Linked DNA regions of Mus musculus: region 1 is linked to region 2. A link is a contact called in public Micro-C data. All regions are on one chromosome and are shown on one strand. The core of a region is the stretch at or near the end of the contact, and the rest is flanking DNA. Distances in the headings are between cores, read along the strand shown.

Region 1 (7,130 bases), core at 2,918-5,417, 380 kb after region 2:
TGCCGGAAAAAGCATTGGCTCAAAGCAAGGGAAAGTTTGGCTCCAGTACCTTACCAGGACTTAAGCCACCCAAGCCACTCAAAACCAGCTTGTTTCCTCCAAATCTAAAACAAAAGCACCTATGCTTTGTATCTTGCTGATAAACTGGAAGGTCGGGCTCTCTTAGAAAACATCCTGGAAGACACACCTCGTTTAACAGGCATGGGAGGAAGGCAGGAGATTGTAGCGAAAACTAGATGCAATTAAACTCGTGCACTTCTTAGTTTTATAAATGTGTCAAAATACCATGTGTTGCTTTTATTGATTTAAAGGAAATTGACCGTAAGTCCTTTTGTTTTGTTTTGTTTTCATTAAGATTTCTGTATTAAAAGATAAAACTAGCCTTCTCTGCCAAGCCATGTAAATGCTCAGTGAGAGGCCATTCTAGCTTGCTCCAGAGTGAAGCATGGGACCACATGAATGTCACCCAGCTGTTGGAAGGGATACCACAACATCCCAGAAGCCAGATTTGGGTATCCCAATGGGGCCCCCGACCTGGGACTCTCTTGTTCATCTCTCCTCTATGGAGCAAGCGTCTGCTCCAATGCAGAGCCCCTTCTGTGTCTGCCCTTGGAAACCAAGGCTACTCCCCAGTTATTTCAAATGGTTCCTTGTTTGCACGATTTCCAGACCCCCGCTAAACAAGCTGGTTTCAACCCTCAAACCCAGTTCCAGCCGGTTACTGCAGGCCGATTTATGAGAAGTCTTGTCTGGAGACAAGAGGAAAATATTGGGTAACTGGAGCGGACTCTTCCAAGAGGCTGCTGTGGTATGTAACTAGACTTCCACTCCGAGGCAAGGCAGAGACTGGGTCATGTTACCTAGACTCAACCAGAACCACACTGGACTCCATTCACAAAAACCACACCCCATGGCCCAAGGATAGGGAGTGGCTCGAGGCCATGGGCACCTTTTCCAAAATGTAGCAACTTGGTGTAAAACCAGAAGGAGTCTACTTTTCCCAGTGGTCAGTGTCTGTGACTAGAAACGAAGCAAAACTAGAACTGTATGACTCCCAGAGTGGGAAGACGCAAGAGGGTGTGTATCCAGAGAGTAATCTCAGACACCACTTAAACGTCCCAGGGCAGAGCCAGCTTCTCAAGAGACAAGGGTAGAACAGTGGGCTCTAGGATACCCATTCCGGCTTCAGGAGGAATTTCCCATTACCTATTTTGTAATTTGCTTCTTCCCCGTGAATGCCAGACAACCTTATGACCATAAGGTCAGATCGCAATGTGGAGTCCACATCCGAAGGAACAGCTGTCCATATATATATATATATAATCAAAAGTAATTCAAGTCTATACCCAGTCTCTAAAGAAAAAGCCCAAGGGAGTGAGTGCATGTTTAATGCACACCAAGTTATCTCTTAAAAATCCATTACTTCCAATTTCTGCCATTCTCAATATTCTTCATACAAATGACAGCTGCTTCCTGAGAGCTCACACTCCCCTCTGCACTCACAGACAGACCAAATATTTTCCATGACGTCCAGCCTATACGGCTCATCTACGCCCTCAGCCCCAGTTCTTCCTCCATGTGTAGCTCAAATTAGTCTGGCTTCTGCGGTTATTGAAAGTCCTTCTTCCCGTCATTCACCACACCCTCCCTGCCCCCCAACTCCCACCCCCGCCTTGGTTTATTTGCTGTTTACAGGAAAGTCCACACTCTGATGAACCAAATAGGAATCTCCAGCAGACAGGAAAGGCAGAAAACTGTGAATTCTAAAGCACTGGTCATTTCCTTCCTACTGCATTAAAATCCAATTGGGAAAAAAACCTTCATTTTCAGAAGGAGGCCCTGACCTAGAAGTACCCAAACATGGCCAGATTTCATTGTTCTCCTTGAGACAAAACCCTCTTGCTTATTAAAAACATCCCCTCGGGAGGCAGAGGCAGGCGGATTTCTGAGTTCAAGGCCAGCCTGGTCTACAGAGTAAGTTCCAGGACAGCCAGGGCTACACAGAGAAACCCTGTCTCAAAAAAAAAAAAAAAGCCCTTTCCATCAACCAGCAGAAATGTCTCAATATTGAAATTCCCACATTTTGTTCCTGTGGCTTGGCTATATAAAAATATATTCTCTGAAGCAGATAAATATCTCCATCACTAACTGGTATTAGTGTTAGTGCTCAGTGAATTTATTTCCCATTAGCTTGCCAGGCAACCGGTGATACTTAGGGATATGGAGTTGAGAGTAAAGGGAAAAAGATTCCCAAGTTTAAGGTGATCAAGAAGAAAGACCCAGGGAATGTATCCAACAAAATAAAGAGCTAGTATATACCTAGTGTTAGACCCTCTGCCCTCACCCAAGCCATCGGAGTAATAGAGCTTGAACCACATGACCATCCCAGAAGCCCCAAAGCTGTCACTGTCTATCCACTGTGATTTCAGAGACACATTTTGGAATGGTGTGGGTTTTCCTGAAGTCCTCAGTAAATGCAAACTCAGCTTTCCTCTCTCCTCCATCCAATCCCACCTGGGGCTCAAGAGCTGGTTCTAAATACTCCCCAAGTACAGCCTATACTGTCATCTTGCTCTGCCTCCTATGCCAAATTTCACCTGAACCATTTATTGTTTCTACTGGAGACCCGAGTCTGTTTCATGACCCAACCCCATCTGTTTCTACGACCTAGAAAACGCTTGCTTCTCCAAAGTTCTTCCTCTCCCAGAGCCTCAATCTCCCCCAGTTGTCTCTAACTATTCCCCATGAATTACACCTGCATCTCTAACCACTGAAGGCTTCCATTACTTAGCAGTTGCATCCAAGGCTGCCTTTGCTGCCTGACATCACATGACATACTGCCAAGTCATTTCATTGTCAGATTTCTCAAAATGCTGTTAAATGGGTGATGGAGAGGAAGAGTGAATGAACGAAGGCTTTAACATCTGGCAGGGGAATTTATGAGATCTGACCACCTGGCGGCTCCTGTTAGTGATATATGTTCAATAATAACAGCCGTCAAAACAGGAAATGCATGGAGAGGTTACTGTCCATTAGTCATCTGTCTTGAAGTCCTGTCTGACCTCAGCAACAGTGACACTCATTGTTTTTAAGGCCCCAGGAATTTGCACATGGAGCTGTGAGACCCATGAGCTAAAATAAGTAGGGCAAATTCCTCCAGAAAGCTGTGCCCTGTGGAAACTGGTGAAGCGTTTAAGAGGCAACCTGCCCAAGGTTGAATACAGCTCTATCATTTGTCATCTGTGTGACCATGAGTTACAGAAGGTTTTCATCACCCTGTCTCAGTTAAAAGCAATATCCAATACTCATCAGTGCTGTCTTGGGTTCAAATCAATACTCAAACTTGCAGGACAGCAACAGACTCCACTCCGGGCATTATTAGTTTATTTGGAAGCCTATCAGACATTCTGCCACATAGGAGTCCTTGCCATAGTCAGCACAGATTCAAGTTTAAAGAGTTAAAATTTATACCAGCCAGGAATTTCTTCGGCTTAATAATCCTCGTGCCTTCTACTCTCCACAAAGACCTGGTAGCAGTCCTTGCAACAAATGCATAAGCATAACTTTCAGGTCGTCGTTCCCCCTCCCCCACCCCCACCCCCCATAATAAGGGCATTGCCAGGTCCAAGTGTTAAAAAAAAAAAAGCCAAAAAATGTAGCTTTCTAACACAGATTTCTGTGCTCCTAGTCTAGAAACAGTTCACAATCTGGTGTCAGCCTCACCATAAGCAATGTTGCCTAGCACCCGGGTTGACAATATATTCATGACTGGCTTCCATAGTAACAGTTAAGCAGAGGTCAAATCGTCATGTGTCATGGGAATTTGAATAGGATAACTCTTTTACCTCGAGATAATAATGGTAACTATCTCACACCACCATTCCAAGGTGATGAATTCACTTGTGTCCAGAGTTTAGACCACATAGAGTATAGCAAATAGTCTAAATATCAGATCTTCTTGATGTAGACTTCTGGAATTGCCTCAATTTTCTCCTTCCAGTATAGGATTTGGTTATTTTTTTTTTTAGTTGTTTCAGCTATTTCTAAATATTCCATCAAATTGAACTTCTGCTTGGGTTGACCAGAAGCCCTTTCTACCGGCACTTATGGACTCTTAGTGACCCCAGAGTGGCTAAAGGAGGAACTATCTGAGACGGGTAGTGTGAGTCAAGTCAGTTCTTACCCTTAGTCTCAGCTCTCTACAGTGGCCACGTGAGAGCTTGAAGCTTCCTACTCACCCAAAGGACCAAGGGCCCTGGGGCTCATGTGGCTTCTAGCCCAGGGCCTAAGACATCCATGCTATCAAGGAAGAAGCCACGTTAGTCTAGTAACTTTTCCTGTGATTCTCAATTCAGTTAATTAGTGACATTGGGACAGAATGTACATTTATGTGGAGTGTGGTGGCAAAACCGAAAAGTTGTGAAAGAGCTCACCAGGGGAGCTTGAACTCAGATAAACAAGACCAGGATTCGATTATGTGATTTTTTTTTTTATTTTTTTTTTTTTACCAGAACAAAGACTTCAGTCCAGTGAGGAGCAGAGTACAATGAAACATTTCTCCAAGAAGCCTCCAAATGGCGTATTCATTTCCTCCTGCCATCTGACAGATAGGAATGACCCTATCAGCAGATCTTGTTCCTCTCTGTCTCAATGAGGTAACCGTCCGGTGTGGAAACATGATGACTCGCTTTGCGGCATTTCTCCCTCCTGTCTCCTTTTTATGGCCACAGTGTCTGGCTTTTGCAATTGATCAGTCCCCACCTTGTCCCAGATTCCCCAAATCCCTTCCCTCCAACACCCTGGGTCAGAGCTGGTTTCTGACTAAAATAAGCAGAGCGAAAAACCAAGGTGACTTTCTGGTCCTGGGGTTGGGCGAGCTGACTGAAGCTGTTCATCTTGTTAAAGGGAGCGTTCATACGTACACTATTGACTTAAAGAACTGAAAAGACAGGGTTTTTATTTAAAAATTGGAGGTGAGATGTATACAAGAAGTGTCTGGATACAGGCTGATGATCTCTGACTCCTTCCCTTCTGGGAAGGCAGAGCACAGTCTAGGGCTCTTCCCTCCACACGACTTCCACCATGATATCTGTCTTACTGCAAAACTATTCTCATTCATTTTTTTCAGAAGTCCCTACTTTACCTTTCCTGAATTCAATGTACCCACAAAATAACAGAATCAATAAACTAGTTTTAGTTTTTACTTAACAAACTTACAGATCTCTTACAATGTACCAGGCAGGTTCTGAGTATTTTGCAAATGCTACCTCACTGAATCTTCACAACTGTCCCAATAAGGCAAGACTCCTGTCAACCCCGTCACAGCCTAGGAGGAAACTGAGGCTGAGATTAGAGATGAAATGATCACATATAAGTGGCTCACCGAGAGCTGGAATCTAGGTAGGACAGCTCTACAATTTAAGTTTAACCAGAGTCAAGCTATATCAGTCATTGTGCCATTAGACCCTATCACCTTCTAAGTTAGACTAAGACAGAGCCAAAACTGTTGCATCTTCTTGTGTTGGTCACCATCTAAGATCACCTCATTCCCCACCTACTACAATAAAACAGAGGAGAAAGAGCTTCCATCTTAGAAGACAACTGCAATTTCTGTCCCTCTGTTTTTACCATGTTGTGGCTTTGGTCAGGCTCATTGGCTGGCCTGTGATGCCTCAGTTTCTCCACATATTCGCTACAGACATTGATCCCTTCTTCCACAGGTTATCGGAGAGGCTGAAGAGATCATAGCGCTACAAGTGCTTTGGGAATTGTTTCTGCCACTAGTGAACCTTGCCCCTCTGATGATGAATACGTGCTGTAATTAAGAAAGCAGTGTCCCCATTTCTTCATTACAGGCAGCCCTTACCAGTTGGGGAAAAAAAAAATCTCTCAAATAAAAGAAGTAAGTCCTTATGTTTCTTTGTGCTAGAGGCTGTTGCTGCTGCCAGCAATCCAAAATAAATCACTTCATGAGGTAAGGTCTGTTTATATTATTCCACTACCTGATGACTTCCTGTGTATGACATTCAAATGGAAGCATCTCAGCCAAAGGCCCATAAAGTCATTTCCCCAACGCTTTACACTTAGCCGGCTAAACATCTGCTTGTTTTGGCCACCTGAGTTGGTGAGTTTCACTTTGCACCACAGTGCGGTGCAGGTATCAAGAGAGGACCCAGACACTTTCTTTCCTCCGTGTCTCAAAAGAGGCCTTGATTTATAGCTCCACGGCCACTATTAGAACTAGCAGCGAAGAAACCACAACAGCTGGGCTTCATTACACTCAGTCAATGGCCATAACATTTTTTAAGGTAGCAGGCTGGGCCCAAGGTTGCATTCTCAAATTTTCAGCCGGTTTAAAGCTGCAACCATCTGAAAGACAGATACGAAAACCAGTCAGACCCCTGTGAACATCCAGTGACTCAACCAACTGTGAATCAAAAGTATTGGGGTGGGGAAAACTGCATTGCACTGAACGAGTATGGACACCTTCCTTATCATTGTTCTCCAAACAGCTCAGTATAATAACTATTTGCATAGCATATACATTGTACTAAGAATTATAAATAAAGCGGAGATGATTTAAATGACACAGGAAGGGGATGAGAGACGGCTCAGCCAGTGAGAATGAGTGTTTCCCTTGCAGATGACCTGAGTTTGGTTCCTAGCACCCACACTAGGTGGCTCACAACTGCCTGTTAACTCTGGCTCCAGGAATTCCGGCACCTTCTTTCAGCCTCTGTAGGTACCCACACACACATGTATAAATACAAATAAATAAATACATAACTTAGTTTTTAATCTAAACTATAGTAAAGGATATGTGTAGGATATAGACAGATACATGACCATTTTGTGAGGGACCTACCAGTCACATGTGTTGGGTCCATGTTGGTCCTCCATCCTTCAAAAACAGTAAAGGATGGTTTTAAACTTTGATGAGAGATCTTGGTGTTTTTCTTTTCCAGGGGAGGCCCCTACAACTTGAAAACTTTATCAAGTTCTCACCCTGGGAATAACATGTATATAGCCTAAACCTATAAACATGGCAATGGTTTGATCTCATGTCCTTTTTGCCCCTCTTTACTACCCATATGAAATATGAAGAAGGAATACAACAAGCCTTGTGAGTT
Region 2 (6,254 bases), core at 2,036-4,535:
CCTGTTTTCCAGTCCAGCGATTGCTTTGTCTCTCATCATTTTGACCCTCTCTCCTTTGTCTCAGCTTCTTACGTATGGACACCCTTGTGACTGTTCCCAGTCTCATGGTGAGTGGTTAGCAACCTTACTTCCTCCCACAGCTGCCATTTTCCTTTTCTGTATCACTGAACACCCTAAAGTTCTGGGCACTAAGATAAGGAGATCAATGTGGTCCAGGAGCTTCATGATCAGAATATAATGTAGATTTAGACGTTATGGAGAAAGGGCAAAGAGACATTTTGCCGGATCCTATAGGTTGGGTCTACATCCAATTCTGAAACCTGATAGTTCTTTAACTCATTGTTCAACTTGAACAAACATGATAGAGTTTATCCTCTCACAAGTTAAAACAGAACTGGACAGAAGAGGATTTAAGAAAAATCCTGGTGGTGTTAGTGAACCGATCAATTATAGATAAAACCGTTTACATACCGATGATGGAATGCTGTCTAACCTTCACCCATAACATGATAACAGAGAAACGTATTTATCTTAGAGTCTGTCCTAAGCTGTTTCCTGGAATACCTCTGGACTGTCTACAGTGTTATGTAGTTTCTCTCCAGATACTCGGGCCTCTGCTATTCTCAGATCCTCTTTCCTTACCCGCTTGTTTCGTAACATCATGCCCAGAAGAAAGGCCTCTTAGATTCACCTTTCAATAGAGAGAGATCATGTGATTTCATCATTGCCACCAGACATAATACTGTAGACAGACTACAGATGTGGAGCAGATGTGTGAATGAACACTTCAAAATACTGAATAGAACCCTCATTTAAAAAGGGACTGTGATAAATGTCTGCGCTTCCCTTTACTATTTAAGCACAATCATTAACTTATTTGTATTTTACAGTCTACCTCATGTACTGCTCTAGAAGCAATTTATTACCGACGCTATTTCTCTTGTGCTTGGAAGGTTGACAGGTTTTCTTTTCTTTCCAGACACGGGATAAGTCGTTTTACTGTCTTCGTTAGTTGTTCTGGATGAGGTTGATCCAAGGAGGTGGGGAAACGCCCTTAAGGGTACACATCCCTTGGCAGCCTTGAACATGAGACCCTGGTGAGAGCTTAGTTCAGAGCCTTGAACCATTTCATTTTTCTGAGTTTTCTACGTGCAAAGTGAGCTGGCACCAGGGTTCTGGAAAACTGCTGAGACAAAGCTGGGATCCTGAATGGAAAGAGCTCAGCAGATCTTTTTCTCTTCCCTTCCTGTGAAAGAGGAGGCCAGGCCACCAGCAAAAACCACTAATGCTCTAAAACACATCTTTTTTTTTTTTTTTTCCTGAATATAGCTGCAAATGTTTGCATAGATGTGCACAAAACTGAGTGGGTATGCTTTGGAAAGGTCTGATTCAGGACTTGGCAGTATTCTAAAGATCTCTTCAGAGAACGTTGGAAAACCTACAGCAAGCAAGTAGACATCACACAGGAACTGAAAGTGGGGTTCACAGAGGTGTTTGGACATCATGCAGCGGAAGCCTGTCTCACACAGGAATAGGCCATAGATGGGAACAATGAGTCTCTGTTTTCAAACAAGTCACCCAAATGAAGATGGCAAACGAAGGTATTCAGCACATTGTCACCTTGGAACTAATTGCCTCTCATACTGGCGACTTGGCAGACATCCTCCTGGACAGGCATACTGCAGAAGTCTAAGTTTTTAAAGAAATGAATATGAGATATGGGGTTGTTCAAACAACCAAAACAGGCAGTGTGATGGGCAGAAGTATACATGTTCCTCCTTCATGTTCTCTGTCAGGCATGGGTTCGCCACATGGGACACAGGGCTCTTCCTCTGCAGAGAGGCAAGAAACATAGATTACGGAAGCCTTCGAGGACAGAAGGAGCTACAGAAGCAGAAAATAGCTAAGAAAAAAAAAATTCCCTAACTCACCCACAAGACAGGAAGGAAGCGTTTTCTGATAAGGAAGAGGCCAATACGTTGGTGGGAAAATACACCAGCAACTTATCCTTATTCCCAAGGGCCAGGGAAATACAGACATTGCATGCAAGAGGGAAATGGTAGTGTGAGATTTATGAGCATGAACCTGAGGTTGCTAGTCATTTGTGTTTGCAGCAACATACTCAGAGCCGTTGTTTACTGCAGGAAGATTTAATAAACCAAAAATTTCTTTTGTTTTCTATATCATTCATAGACAAGATCTTCTTTAAATAGGATACTAGATTGCATGCATGAAGTTAAGCAAAGATGGAGAGGGGAAAATCACACTAAAATAAAATAGTGGGGTGTCAACCCACAGGAACACTAGGAAACTCCCATAGCAGCAAAGATAATTTGCTGTGAGATCATTTGGAGTGAGATGGAGTGACCCAAATCTCTGTGGCTAGGAGTAGAGATTTTGTGCAGGGGCAAAGTTCACCAGAAGACAGTTGCCCAGGACTGAGAGGAAGAAAGATAAGAGGCTGAAGGGACAGAAGAGTTGTGAATATAATTAAGATATCTTTGAGTAGGGCTAAGTTCTGGTTTTGGACTTGACTTAGATAAAATGCAGAGGAGGGAAGGGAGTTCTCTGTTTTTATGCAGAGTTACAAAGTGGGTGGATGGGATGATTTCAAAAGCAAAGGTTTTGAAAGAATATAAGAAAGGAAGTTGCGGGAGCAGAAGGGGAAGTGATTAAAGCATTTCATAAGAATTGCAGAAGACCAGAGATCAAAATACTGCTTTGTGTTCTGGCTGTCACAATCTGACAGAGGTAGGGAGTTAGACGGAAGGATGAAGGGGTGGGAGTCTTGGGCACGTCCTTCTTTCTGGTCTACTGAATCAGCAATCATTTCTTCAGACCAAAGAAGCTGGGGAACCAGCTCGATGGAGGCCTGTGTGAAGAAAGACTTGGTTTCTGATGTTAAAAGTGGATTTTTTGACAAAGTTGAAGGCAAAGAGTGTAACTAGGAAAAGAGAGAAAGCATCAAAAAGTACTCTATCTTTTATTTAAAGCCTGGTATGGAAAGAGAAGATGTAAGTACTTTGGAGTTGTCAAACTTTCCACTCTTGCTCTATTTTGATCCAGTTGTTACCCAAAGAGGTTCTAGATGGGGCTATTATCAATAATGTGATATTAATACAACTTAGGAACTAGGCAGTACAACTCTATGGGAAGTTAGAGTCATGGGTTTAAGGAAAACAAAAATATCTCTATGTCCTGGTAGCACACCTAGTCAACTGCAACAAGAGTCCTGAGTTTTACCATAAACTATCTGTTGTCAAGGACTAAAATCCAAAGGACTTGACTTATCACACCAGTTAATCATTAGCCTCTGTCCTCTGGACTTCCTAGTTCTTTGTGTCCACTCCTCCCACCCCCACCCCATATCATCAACTGGAAGGCTTTCCAGGGGCTTTCTCTTTGACCTGGCTCATCTAGAATTCCACACATATGGTCAAATTAATCAATCAGATTCACCCCAGCTCTAGACCTAATTTACCCATGGGGTGGGACCAGATTGACCCACTCCTGGGAAGCAGAAGTCTGCTACCTGACAATGAGTGTTCCAGGCTCTGCCATATTGCAGGAAGCTGTCACCCTGCTGCTCAATAAAAACCTTGCCTTCTCAGCCTCCTGCCATTCCTCCCCATCCTGAGGCAGTGAACTCAATTCGGAGGCTTAGCATGACAATGCTAATATTCTTTTCCTTCTATTCCTCTTCCTCCTCCTCTTCTCTTCTCTTTTCTTCCTCTTCTCTTAAAAGAGAAAGGACTCACTCGAGTCGTAGCTTAGGCTGACCTGTAACAGTATGTAGCCCGGTCTGTCCTTAAATCCCAGGGAAGCCTGTTCATGCCTCAGTTTCTCCATCCACTGGGATTATTGGCATGCACCACCATGTCGGGCAAAGAGTGAAGACTCTTAAACTGTTGTTCTTTTTTGGTAATCCAGGCAGGATTCCACTTCCCATGTGGAGCAGGAATCTTAAAGGGCTGAATTTAGAGGCCAAAGTCAAAAGGGATGCATTTGGGAATAATGGTGTCAGAGAAATAGTGACTGTTGTGTGTTATCTACACACACACACTCTACCTAGCGAATAACCCCAGTTTGCTTGGATCCAACAACGAGATAGCACAAGCCCTGTTTATAACTCAAGAAAATTAGACTTAACAGCATCAAGTAATTCCTTGCTATATAGCCAGTGGTGAGGAAGCTGGAAACTCTTAGTTCTCCTGCCCAATTCCGAATACATATCTTCCAACCATATGCCTCCCCTTCCCATATTACATTTTGATCATCTTTGAAACCTTGCTTATTATTGAGTAAGTACCTCACCCAAATCAAATGTAAGACAAAATTGTATTTCAGCTTTATTTTTGGCTTCTCTGCTTTTCCATAGTGCCCACGTACCCATGGCCCACTTTGATCTGAAGAAACAATGAAGTTGAATATAAATCGCAGTCTGATCTGTTTCGAGTTCTCCGGTCTATTCTGCCATCCCAGTGCCCTTTCATCAGGTTTGAAGAAGGTGAGGATTCAAGAAAATGACTCTCACTGAGTTCCCCTTCCTTTTAAATTACTCTAAAAATTTATTTGCTCATGTCCTGTGGTCAGTGACAAAGTACCCCTTTCTGCCCATTCCTGGATATGATATCAAAATCGAAGCATCCCATGATAAGCAGACTTTGAAAAATCAGAAGCATGAATATTTTGAAAGTCAATAAAACCTCCAGGCTACTCATGAAAAATAGCTCAGCTTTGCACGTGTGACTCGAGCTGACTTTTAGTCCTTTTCGTGAAAGCGACTTTCTGCTTTCCTGACTTTGATCCCATCGTGTCAGGGTCCCCAGACTTTACTCAGAAGTCACATGACAGCCTTGTCATAAAGCCAGCCATGCCATGCTCCGCATCCATCTGGCAGTTCTGAAAGGTTTTAGGCAATTTCGTGTTTTATTCTCAAGACCGTGGGGATCTGAGAATGGGAGAAGAAAAATCTCTATGATATAGTTTTGCTTTTTTATTTTAATTTTTATTCTTCCTGTGCTGGGGACTGAACACAGGGACTTGTGCTTACTAGGCAAGAATTCTGCAGCTGAGCCACACACATACAGACACACTCACACACACCCACACACAGACCCACTCACACAACAACACACACACATATACATACATACACACACAGACACATTCACACACACCAACACACACATATACACATACTCACAAACACATACACACATGCTCACATACACACAGACACACATATACACACAGGCACACTCACACACACCAACATACACACATAGTCACATACTCATACACACACAGACACACACAGACACAATCACACACACCAACACATACTCACACATATATACACACACCAACATACACAGGCTCACACACATACACACAGGCTCACACACATACACACATACACGCACACATGTGAGAGATACATTGTAAATAATTGATTAAATAATAAAAATGTAAAACCCTAACCTCCTGCTTTCCTTCTCTTTTGAAATGAGAGCGTCCCCAGCCCATCCTTTTCGACCTTGTCCTTCATATTCAGCCAATGATTCTTGCCACCGGGAATGGGAGTCCTGTAGCCTATAAATATTCACCCTCAGCCACCCGTGGCATTAAGAGCACGTCTTGGATAATCCTAGCACTTGGGGAAACTGAGGCAGCTAGAGGACTGCCTGGAGTTCAAGGCCAGCTTGGGCTACAGAGTGAAGTCCTGTCGGCTTTCCATCAGTGTTTACATCACGATTTGATGGATCCTGTGAAATTAAGACAGGGAGAGATGGAAGTCTGTTGGGAATCTATGCTTCATGAAAACAGAGCTAATGAGCTCCAGATAGGAAAACAAAACACTTTAGCACTTTCAATCTGTCTTCCCATCAGTCCCTCTGGCCTGAGGAGATTGCCTTTTGGTGACAGGGCCACCACACCTTTGGTTGAGGCTGCTGGAATTGCAATTTTTTAAAAGGAAAACATCCCACGCCACAGAACTTGATCTCTCTTTGCTCTGACAATGCGTAACTGCTCTGTTTTTTCAAACCCTACTTGAGTGCCTCTTCTGTTAAACTATTCAATCTGTGCGACTAATTGTATAAAACTGACTATGAGCAGTGGGGCTCGGGGAGGCTCCTGGGGGAGGGAAGAAGTCTGAGGCTGTATAATATATATTATAATATATCTTGATGAACTCAAATTCACAGCGCTCTGCTCCCTCTGCCCCTCGCATCCAACCCCTGAACAGTAGC

The links. Hi-C and Micro-C count contacts between places; a contact is called where the count stands out from the background.
Region 1: a contact with region 2 is called in a Micro-C map of macrophages, with 5 times the contacts expected there. The contact joins two enhancer-like sites. A contact is called at or near these places in 10 of 484 Hi-C or Micro-C datasets (the G1E-ER4 cell line, MC3T3-E1-derived osteoblasts, bone marrow-derived macrophages and 6 more) and 3 of 115 datasets of contacts at active chromatin or transcription factors (embryonic stem cells, neural progenitor cells and pancreatic cancer cells).

The regions. Positions count from the first base shown.
Region 1 is chr1:72,102,649-72,109,778 of GRCm38.p6, forward strand. Gm4319 (predicted gene 4319) reads right to left here. Exons shown (of 3, transcript NR_166632.1): 3 at 4,469-6,369. Among named protein-coding and RNA genes, the nearest start is that of Gm4319, 18 kb to the right of the region's middle. Within about 2 kb of position 4,168, at least 38 of the 459 cell types and tissues checked have an H3K27ac peak or open chromatin away from gene starts, as enhancers often do. A contact at or near this core is called in bone marrow-derived macrophages, erythroblasts, macrophages and 1 more, where this site is marked.
Region 2 is chr1:71,728,501-71,734,754 of GRCm38.p6, forward strand. It overlaps Gm39660 (a long non-coding RNA gene), which reads right to left. Exons shown (of 3, transcript XR_001778956.2): 3 at 1-1,832. It overlaps Gm30160 (a long non-coding RNA gene), which reads left to right. Exons shown (of 4, transcript XR_003947861.1): 1 at 1-107; 2 at 4,379-4,507. Among named protein-coding and RNA genes, the nearest start is that of Gm30160, 3.2 kb to the left of the region's middle. Within about 2 kb of position 3,286, at least 37 of the 459 cell types and tissues checked have an H3K27ac peak or open chromatin away from gene starts, as enhancers often do. A contact at or near this core is called in bone marrow-derived macrophages, erythroblasts, macrophages and 1 more, where this site is marked.